Regions from separate parts of the Sus scrofa genome. Here region 2 is linked to region 1. The links are chromatin contacts, called in public Hi-C maps. All regions are on one chromosome and are shown on one strand. The core of a region is the stretch at or near the end of the contact, and the rest is flanking DNA. Distances in the headings are between cores, read along the strand shown.

Region 1 (5,239 bases), core at 293-2,792:
CAGGGAGAGCTGGGGTGCTGCACTGGGGACTGAGACAGAAGAACATCAGCATGAGCTCTGTTCCACCGACGTGAAAGGTGAGGCTCAGGAGCGGTCAGAGACTTGCCCAGGTCACACAGCAAGTCAGAAGTTGGCCCAGGACCAGGATCTGAGGGAGGAAAGGGAGCCTCTCAGGGGAGCTCCAAGCTGCAGATGAGGGGATATCCTTCCCACCCTGAAGCCAGAAGGTGGTTGGGGGCACAATCTCCTACATCCACTGGGTTGTCACTGGCTCTTGCCTGACTGGCTGGTACGTGGGCGAGGAGGAGAAGAGCTATATCATACAGGCAATCATGAGAACTGGGCTCCAGTCCCAGCTACACTACTGACCTTGGGCAAGTCACTCATGTTCTGGGCCTCAGTTTCCCCAACTGTAAATTAGGGATAAGAACCCTGCTAACCCCCTTTCAGGGCACAAAAGATGATACAAGGTAGGGAAAAGCATCTTGGTGTACACTAGTAAAGAGAAGCTGAACTACCATCCCCAGGGAGTTCTCCGGGCCCCAAGGTGCCCACTGCAGGTACAGAGGCCCTACCATCATCCAATGTGTGGACCAGCGCTGGGGTGGAGGTGCGGCTGGCCCCCAGCTGTGAGTAGGCCACCACATAGAACTCATAGTCTGTGTTGGGCTCCAGGTCCCGAACCTGTAGCTCAGTGGTGTCATTGTTCACGGCAAACTGGTATTCCACACTGTCCATGCCTAAGTGGTGACACAGGGGAGAAAGGATCAAAGGGTCTGTCATAGGGCCACCACCAGTGATCCAGCTGGAGGCTGTCTGGGGATCCTACATATTGTCCCACTCTCTGGAATAGCCTCTTTATAAATCATTCCAGATAATCTGAAGAGGAGAGAATACACTCTCCTGATTTCAACTTCCACTGTATTAATTCCTCCACTGGTTAGGAAGTTCTTTCTAGCGTCTAACTTAAGTGACTCCTGCTGCAGTTAAGCTGACTCCAGGAATGCCAAGGCAATTTTCCATGGGAGGAAAAGCATCCTCTCCCACTTCTCATAACAAATTGTGGGTATGGGGAAAATGGCTAACCCATATCTACACAGGTCTCTCCTGTGGGCTCCCTCCCCACCCCACTCTATCCCCAAAGATACCAACCAGGCAACCCTTCTGCCAACCAATATATGCCCCTCCCAGTGCGCCCCTGCGTAGGCTTTTGCTGGAGCTTCTTAGCCCCAGACGTACCCCGTGCCTTCTGGTAGTGAAGGGAGAAACCGATGATCTGCTCGCTGTGCAGCTCGGGCCGCTCCCAGGCCACCAGCACAGTGGAGCTGCTCAGGGGCGTGGCGGTGACCCGCGTGGGGGCGCTGGGCAGACCCTCGCGCACTACTACTGCCAGCGGCGCGGCGGCGCACGCCGTGCCCGCGTTGTTCTCGGCCACGCACTGGTAGTAGCCGGCATCCTGCAGGCCGATCTGCGTGATGACCAGGCTGCTGCCGCCGCCCTGCACCTTGACACGCCCGTTGGGCCGCAGCGGCGCCCCGTTGTGCAGCCACCGCAACGCGGGCCGCGGCTCACCCGATGCGCGGCACACGAAGCGCGCGGTGCTCGCCCTCGTCCGAGATAGCGCCTCGGGCGCCTGCGAGATGGCAGGAGCCGCTGTCGGAGGGGATGGGGACGCTGACTTCGAGCTCCGGCCGCTCCGGGCCCCGCCCCCAAATCCCCGACGAACTATGGCGTCCGCTCTACCTATTCTAACTCTCTCCCTGATTCACCCGTCCCCCAAAATACTCTCGGCAGCGCAGCGCCAGCCCTCTTCGCGCTTTTACTCTACCCCCACTCTCTCCCTCTCCCTGAGTTGTCCCCAGGCCTTCTCAGCCTCTCCTAAATACCCTGGCCCCTCGTGGATCTAACCCCGCGTCCGCACTTAGCCCTCTCTTCTCCCCTACCTCCCAGATCCCACACCTATCAGATTTACCCCTCTGCCAACCCTGTCCCCCAGTTTTCTCCACCCAAACCACTCCATCTCCTCCAGTAACCCCAGTCGCACCCCTCCCCCATTACCTGCGTCCACCCAGACCACCCCTCCACATCCCCAACCACCCAAGCCATGCCCTAATCACCCTTCTCCAACCCCGGCCTCTCTAGCCCCATCCTTTTTTATCCTCCAGCATACCCACTTGCCCATTTCCCCCCTCCCATCCCTCCTTTCCTCAGCCCCAGCTAACCAGCCTCAATCTGGTCTTCCTCACGCCTACTCCCGTGTCCTACACCCTGTCTCACTCTCCAGCCTTCCTCACCCAGCACGCGGAGCTCGGCGGCGGCGGTGGCAAAGTCGCGCGTACGGGGCTTGTTGGCTCTGCAGACGTAGACGCCAGAGTGCCGGGGCTGCGCGCTGGTGATTAGCAGGTTGGTGCGGCCCAGGACGATGACATCGGTAGAAATAGGCTTCCCGTCTGCAGGAGGAGGGGAAGCGCTGGAGCGGGGGAGCTGCGGGCTGCCCTTCCATCCACTCTCTGGACCTGGAGGGCCCTCCACACCCCAGTTAAGAGAACACAGCAGGCTCAGTTTCTCCACTTGCTAGACCGGACCCCCTCTGAGCCCTAGTGTGTCTGTAAAATGGGGAGATAGTCCCTCACTGAAAGGGCTGCTCTGAGAGTGGAACGAATAAGTTCTGTGAAACGGCCTTATACAATGCAGGCACATAAAATGCACTCAGTACACTGGTCATTGCCATTACTAGTCATTACCTGCTGTCGTTAAATTCATTTCCCTCAAGAAGTACACACTCCTCCCATATGGTCTTAGCTCCCTGCTGTGATGAAAATATGTCTGGAAAGGTCTGGACCAGAACCAAAGATTTGAATAGGTGCAGACTTTTATCTTGACGTGAACTGAAAACTGTTTAAAAAGCCCTTGCCTTCCGGACATGAACAGAAAATCCAGAAAAGGAATTCAAATGGCCAAGAAACAAAAAAGTGCTCAATTTTACCAAATCAAAGAAATGCACATCAAAACACAGATGTTCGTGTTTACCTATCAAATTGGTAAATCTTTCAAATAGTATGTTGCAATGCCAGAGAAAGGGTAACTGATACAGGGGTTCCACCTTGACCTTAAAACCAGGGATTCCACCTGTGGGCACCTGTGCTGGGAAGCTGTGAGGAGCTGTGAACCCGGCTGATCACTGAAGTGTTAACTGTAATAGTGGACAACTGGCACCAACTAGCAACAACTAGCAAATTAAATTATGACTATATTCAAGTGATGGAATATCAGTTATTAAAAATCAGCTTTGGGGAGTTCCCTGGTGGTCCAGTGATTAGAACTTGGCACTTTCACTGCTGTGGCCCAGGTTCAATCCTGGTCTGGGAACTGAGATCCCACATCGAGCCTCTGCAACCAAAAAAAAAAAAATTATTTTGGGGGAGTTCCCTTGTGGCACAGTGGGTAAGGGTCCAGCATTGTCACCACAGTGGCCCAGGTCACTGCTGTGGCTCAGGTTTGATCCCTGGCCTGGGAATTTCCACATGCCAAAGGCAAGGCCAAAAAAATTTTTATTTTTTTGAAAAAGATTTAAAGATGAGGAGAAGCTTATGATATACTGTTGAATGAAAATAGGACTTGGAACTGTAAATACAGCATGCTTTTAATTTTAAGGGAAAATGTACATGTGCACAGAAAAAAATCTGGAAGAAAATACACTCAATATGTTAACAATTTTATCTCTTGAATGGTGGGATTTTTCTATGTTTGCTTTTCCCTAGTTTTCCACAATGAATACATAACAACTTTTGCCATCAGGAGAAAACACAACAACAAAAAAACTATACCCTTCCCCTGACTTAGTGGCGTAAGTTCCTGGAAAAGTACCCAGGGTCAGGAATGAAGTCCCTTTACAGCCCCTCTCTTCCCAGCCTCTGACCAGGAGTGCTATTAGCAGAGTTTCTCCAACTGAGATCCCAGAACCATAGGTGTCAGGACCTCTGGGACAGCAATTCTCACATATTTGCTGTGCACACAAATCACAGAATCGCAGGAGACCTTGTTAAGATGCAGAGGCCTGGGGCACCCCAGATTCTGCATTTCTAACTATGTCAGGAAAGTAGAAGGACCTCAGGCACTTGTTTAAGCATGAAGAATCCTGGGTCATGGAGTTCCCCCTTGTGGCTCAGCAGGTAGGTTAAGAATCTGACTAGTATCCATGAGAATGTGGGTTCATCTCCTGGCCTCGATCAGTGGGTTAAGGATCCCGGGTTGCTGGAAGCTGTGGCATAGGTCACAGATGTGGCTCAGATCCCGAGTTGCTGTAGCTCCGATTTGACCCCTAGCCTGGGAACTTCCATGTGCTGCAGGTGTGGCCCAAATAAGAAAAAACAAAAGAAAAATCAAAAAAGAATCCTGGGTCATTACTCTCTGGGTGTGAACTCCAGAGGGAGTTGGCAATTGTGAGAATCTCCCTGCATCATCCTGATGCCGGGTCAGGATTTGAGAAACTCTGAGAATAGAACTTCTGGGCAACTCCATAGGCTTACCCCAGTAATAGTATAAGGGTCCTGCTGGCCCCAGGATACCCCTAACTAGGCAAGTGTCACAAGTCCAATGAGGCCAGGCAGGTCAGGGAGGCACAGATATCAGCACTGGTCTTTTTCATCAGCTTAGTGGGGGTACGAAGTTGTTTGGGTTATTATTTTTCTTTAAACTCTATGTATTCATCATTATATACTTTTGGGGGGGGCGCACACCTGAAGCATACAGAAGTTCCCAGGGCAGGAATGGTTGAACCTGAGCTACAGCAGTAACCATGGTGAATCCTTAACCCACTGACCACCAGGAAACTCCTATCATTATATACTCTTTTTTTTTTTAATCATTTTATACTATTGAATACAAAAAGGAGGCAGTATAGGGTAAAGGTCTGAGCCAGGGAAGAAGGGTAGAGAGAGCTGGGCTTAAGACTTACTTCTGCCATTAACTTGGGACAAGTCACTTCTTATCAGCAAATGGAAATAAAAATAATCCTTGCTTTTCCTCCATACAGGGCTGTAGAGGGTGATGTACCAGAAAGAGAAAAGGATCTAAAGTTTGGGTCCCAGCTTTCTACCTGCCTGAGCCTCAGTTTCCTCATCTGCCCACTGGAAATAATAGCCCTATCCTCTTCCAAGGGCTCCTGGAGGTTCCTGCAAGAGTGGGTTGTGTGTTCAGTAGACTATAAGGTGACATTTGGCAGACACTCTCATTACCC
Region 2 (5,185 bases), core at 1,563-4,062, 110 kb after region 1:
ATGTTCATAGCTAGAAACCAAAAACAATGCATTGCCCATCATCAGAAAAATGGATAATTTATATTTATATAGTGAAATACTATACCACAAAACAAAACCCAAAAAAGAATGAACTGCTAATTTATGTAACACAGATAAATCTCAAATACATTATGTTGAATGAAAGAAACCGAACACTAAATGTACATACTGTAGGGTCTATTTACAAGAAATTCAAGAATAGACAGGAGTTTGCTTTTGGCTCAGTGGGTTAAGGATCTAGTGTTTTCACTGCAGAGGCTTGAGTCACACTGTGGTGTGGGTTTGATCCCTGGCCCAGGAAATTCCACCTGCTATAGGTGAAACAAACAAACAAACAAACAAACAAAAGGAATAGACAAAAACTACGCTGTGGTGATAGAAGTCAGGATAATAATTATCAGGGTGTAGGGAATGGGCAGTAAAAACATATTGACAAACTGTAGGATGCTAGAAATGTTCCAAACCTTGATTTGGATAATTAATTATACCTGTATAAATGTATGCAAAGATTCAACTTATGTTGAACACTTAAAATTTGCCTGTTTCCTATACATAAATTATACCTCAGTTTTTTTTTCAAGTGCCCCCTATTGCATTTGATTGTAGTAAAAGCAATGTAATAAAAACACTTTTATCATTTCCAAAAAATTCTATTTTTAAAATTCAAGGTTATCAAAGTTATTGTTTTCATTCTCATACCAGGCAGATTGCATCATCTCCAAATAGTCTGCCTAACTACCAATTTCTCCTCACTGACAGTTTGTTTTGCCCAGCACATATTTGATTTTGCTAACCTCTTGTAACAAACTTCCTTGACTCTCACATGTCTGTGGGATATAGTACAAACACTTCATTGACGCAAACAAAGACTCTCCTAATTCACTCCCTGTCTTTCCAGACCCAGGGCAACCTCTCTCCTCCATGCCATTAATGCCTGGGATAAAGAACTTTCCATATCTCTTCATCTTTGGACTCCTGCCTTGTGCTTCCACTGCCCTAATGCTGCTCCTTTCTCTATCAAATTCCTCCTTGCATTTCACTGCCTCTCAAGGATTGCTTTCAAATGTCTGCCCATTTTTTCTACAACTCTCAGTTCCCACCTTCCCACCTCTTTGTAAGCTCAGCACATTCCCCACGTTAAAACACTCTAGGAGAAGTTCCTGTTGTGGCTCAGTGGTAACCTGACTAATATCCATTAGAATGTAGGTTTGATCCCTGGCCTTGCTCAGTGGGTTAAGGATCCGGCATTGCCATGAGCTGTGGTGTAGGTTGCAGACATGGCTGGGATCCCATGTTGCTGTGGCTGTGGCTATGGTGTAGGCCAGCAGCTGCAACTCCAATTAGATTGCTAGACAGGGAACTTCCATAGGCTGCAGATGCGGTCCTAGAAAGAAAAGCAGAAACAAACAAAAAAAAAACCACTCTATATCTTATACAACCTGACCTCTGAGCTAAATGTTTTCTGAGAGCTGGCATCATTTCATCCCTGGTTCCCTGTGCTCAGCATTTCACTAAATAAATAGGGGCTAACAGAACTGAAACTTTAATTTTTGTCCCAGATTTCTGATTTTCAAAGAAATGTTGCTTCCTCTTAGATTCTTCACTGCAGCAGACTTGGCATGGATGTGGATATGGATGAGATAGTTTAAATTAGACAAAAATTAGTGTTTCTTATTTTAAGAGACAAGTCTCCTGTCCCATAGGACAGCCACTAATTTGTGACTATTTAATTAGATGTAAATGAAATTAAAAATTCAGTTTCTCAACCTGTGTAGCCACATTTCAAGCACTCAAAAGCCTCATGTGGCTAGTGGCTACTGTAATGGACAGCACAGAAAAGGATATTTCCATCATTGCATAAAGTTCTATGGAAAAGCCCTATGGAAATTTCTGGCCCTTAGGCTTACTCTCCCCTCAGAGAACACTCGTCCACCCTCTCCCACACCAATTCCCCTATAACCATCGTCATCCTTATTATGTCTGCAATTACTAGTATCTTTTAAGAGACCTCAGGTACTGTGTCTTACTCCTGAAGCTCGGGATTTTAGCTTCAGGCACAGAGTAGGTAAATGCTGAATTAGTGAGTTACCAGAGTTTATTTATTTATTTATTTTTTGTCTTTTGTTGTTGTTGTTGTTGCTATTTCTTGGGCCGCTCCCGCGGCATATGGAGGTTCCCAGGCTAGGGGTTGAATCGGAGCTGTAGCCACCGACCTACGCCAGAGCCACAGCAACGTGGGATCCGAGCCGTGTCTGCAACCTACACCACAGCTCACGGCAATGCTGGATCGTTAACCCACGGAGCAAGGACAGGGACTGAACCCGCAACTTCGTGGTTCTTAGTTGGATTCGTTAACCGCTGCGCCATGACGGGAACTCCCAGAGTTTATTTTTTTATGCTTTTTTTTTTTTTTTTTTGCTTTTTAGGGCCGCACTTGCGGCATGTGGAAGTTCCCAGACTAGGGGTCCATTCCGAGCTACAGCCGCCGGCCTACACCACAGCCACAGCAACATGGGATCCGAGTCATGCCTGCAACCTACAGCACAATTCATGGAAACTCTGGACTCTCAACCCACGGAGCAAGGCCGGGGATCGAATCCCCACTCTCAGGCACACTAGTCGGATTCACTTCGCTGTGCCACAGTGGGAATCCCCTCTTATGCTTATTTTTAAGCCTCCTCCAGAAGAGACGGAACCGCGACGCACTAGCCAATTCCAACTCCGGAGGCCGCCTCAGCAAACTGGAGCTTCCCGGGTTCTTGGGCCCGCCCCCTCCCGCCCCGCCCCCACCAGACTCGAGCCGAGGCCCGGAGCCCGCGCAGCTGCCCCCGCTCCCCCCGCCCCGCGCTCGCCACTGCGCAGGCGCGGCCCGAGAGCGTGGGTCATCTGGAGGCAGCAGGCACTCCGGAGCCCTGGGGTTTGCGGCCTGCGTTCGGCAGGCTCCAGCCGCGCACTACTTGAGGGAAATAGGCTCAGCAAGCTGAGTCTCCCCGCACCCTGGGCAGTGTGGTCATGGAGAATCAGGTGCTCACGCCTCACGTCTACTGGGCTCAGCGGCACCGAGAGCTGTATCTGCGCGTGGAGCTGAGTGACGTGCAGGTAAAGGCCGGGCGGCTTGACGTTCGCGGGGTCGTAGCTCCCGGGACCAGCTGGGATACTGGTCCCCATTGTCCGGGTGCGTGCCAGAGAGCCAGCAGTGCGCCTATGCGATCCACGACGCGATGCGCTCTTGGCGTCCAGGCCCGAGCAAAGACTGGCCCTCATCTAGGCAGACTGTGGGTGCGACTCCCTGAAGGCTGCGGGTGCCTCGGGTGATGCGTGAGGCCCGTGTGGGCCGCGGAGGCTGCCCCGGGCCGCCTCCTTGTTCGCAGTCTGCGGCCTGATGGAACCTGAGCATGGCCCTTGGAGGCCTGGCCGTCGGGGTTCGCGAAGAGCTCGTCGGGTTGGGGGTGCCGTGTGACACTGGCTTCCTGGGCCTTGGCTGGACGTCTCTGCTGGCCTGAGAGGTCCAGTTAAGTCCCCTCAGCTGCATCAGAGGGGCCACACCCACCTCCCAGCCATTCAGTGGTGGGTGTCATTCTTGTTAATTTTGAAGTCCAGAAGACTTCAGAGAAGATACCTCACGCCCACCGCCCCCTTCTCAGGGCTGTGAGCTCAGGTTTGCTGAGTTGCATAGAGAACTTCAAAATTATCTTGTTGGGGCATTTATGTTTGATCTCATTGGCCCGCATATGAACAGACTGAGGCCTACTACACGGTGGAGATTTCAGGACCTGAGTACCCCCATGTCTCTGTCCACACTATGCAGGATTCTCGTCTTAGGGGAACTGGAATTTTCCATCGGGAATGTTCTTTCTGCAGTCATCCTTACTTCCTACTCTCTTTGACATCTATGGCACTCTGTAGCCTCCTTCACTTAACTCTCTCTGCCTCTGAGGTAGAGGTTTATGTTTGGATCTGTCAGCCCATGTGGCGTATTGTCTTGCCAGCTGTAGGTGCTCTTTGTGGTCTTGAATATGTTGAATTTAAATTTTTGCTTCTGGATTATAAACCTGTTTTCTCATTGAAAGATAAAGACAGGAGTTCCCCTCCAGGCTCGGTGGTTAACGAACCCGACTAGGATCCATGAAGATGCAGGTTCAATCCCTGGCCTCACTCAGTGGGTTAAGGATCTGGCGTTGCCATGAGCTGTGGTATAGGTCGCAGATGTGGCTTGAATCCCAAACATGCAGCCCTAAAAAAAAAAAAAAAAGAAAAAAGAAAGAAAGAAAGAAAGATAAAAGACAAATACTGGCCAGAATGCCTTTAAATAGGCTGTGGCATTGCCCAGTGTGTCATTTAATGTGTTAAATCAGGCTGAATTACACTTTTGCATCAGAGGATGAATAAACATTCTGTGCTGTCTCCCTCTACTCTGCTCCAGGGAGTTTTGATAAAAAAGGAAAAAACAAACAAAATCTTTGTAGACAGGGATCAGAGTCTCCTTCTAGAGAGGATTCTTCAATCAATAAGAAAAGTACAGAACATGTGTTATGGCAGTCTCTTTTAAGTATTCAGTTAAGCATTAAATATTAAGCACTATTTACCAATTAAATAAAAGCAAGCCCTCTCTAGTAATACAGGTGTAATATTCTGGAATGCTTCTGAAGCTACAAATAAAAAAGCTGTTTTTAGGGGAAGTTGGGTGGTGTTGGTGGAAAAAAATGTAAATTGGAAAAATGAAAGAATGCATCATACTTATATTTTTCCTGAAAGATCTAAATAAATCATTCAGTTAAGAAACATGAACACATGTGTTAATCATATTTGGTAGATCTTAAGTCATGAAGGTATGTGTTTGGAATTTATTGTAGGTAAAGAAATGTAAAGGTGGAGGGAAAGAATGAAATTTTCTTTTGGAGAGAGAAATTCTTTTATTTTTGGGGGAAAAATTAAATCTTTTTCCACCAATTGAGTTTTTGGTTTTTCTGAGATTTCCCATCTCTAATTATGAGGCATCTATTTCAGCTTAAAGCAACATGTTAATACCATTCATAAAAGAAATTCTCTACCATGTGTGGAATACTACAGATTTTCCAGTATGTCAGACAGCTTTCCAAGGGCATTCTATCTAGGAGGAAGCGTATTATCATATACAAGCAAAAAGTTTTGTGCATGAGTGTGT

What was found. A called contact is a pair of places that touch in the nucleus more often than the background predicts.
Region 2: a contact with region 1 is called in a Hi-C map of fetal liver, with 2.0 times the contacts expected there. The contact joins the promoter of HACD3 here to the enhancer-like site in region 1. A contact is called at or near these places in 5 of 5 promoter capture datasets (fetal liver, fetal skeletal muscle, liver and 1 more), 20 of 47 Hi-C or Micro-C datasets (alveolar macrophages, blood, brain and 13 more) and 2 of 2 datasets of contacts at active chromatin or transcription factors (alveolar macrophages and skeletal muscle).

Annotation. Positions count from the first base shown.
Region 1 is chr1:163,409,474-163,414,712 of Sscrofa11.1, forward strand. It overlaps IGDCC4 (immunoglobulin superfamily DCC subclass member 4), which reads right to left. Exons shown (of 20, transcript XM_003121731.5): 6 at 2,295-2,450; 7 at 1,240-1,653; 8 at 576-740; 9 at 1-29. Among named protein-coding and RNA genes, the nearest start is that of IGDCC3, 20 kb to the left of the region's middle. Within about 2 kb of position 1,543, at least 2 of the 83 cell types and tissues checked have an H3K27ac peak or open chromatin away from gene starts, as enhancers often do. A contact at or near this core is called in fetal liver, where this site is marked.
Region 2 is chr1:163,523,060-163,528,244 of Sscrofa11.1, forward strand. HACD3 (very-long-chain (3R)-3-hydroxyacyl-CoA dehydratase 3) reads left to right here and starts at 2,813. Exons shown (of 11, transcript XM_003121729.4): 1 at 2,813-3,120. The coding sequence starts at 3,034.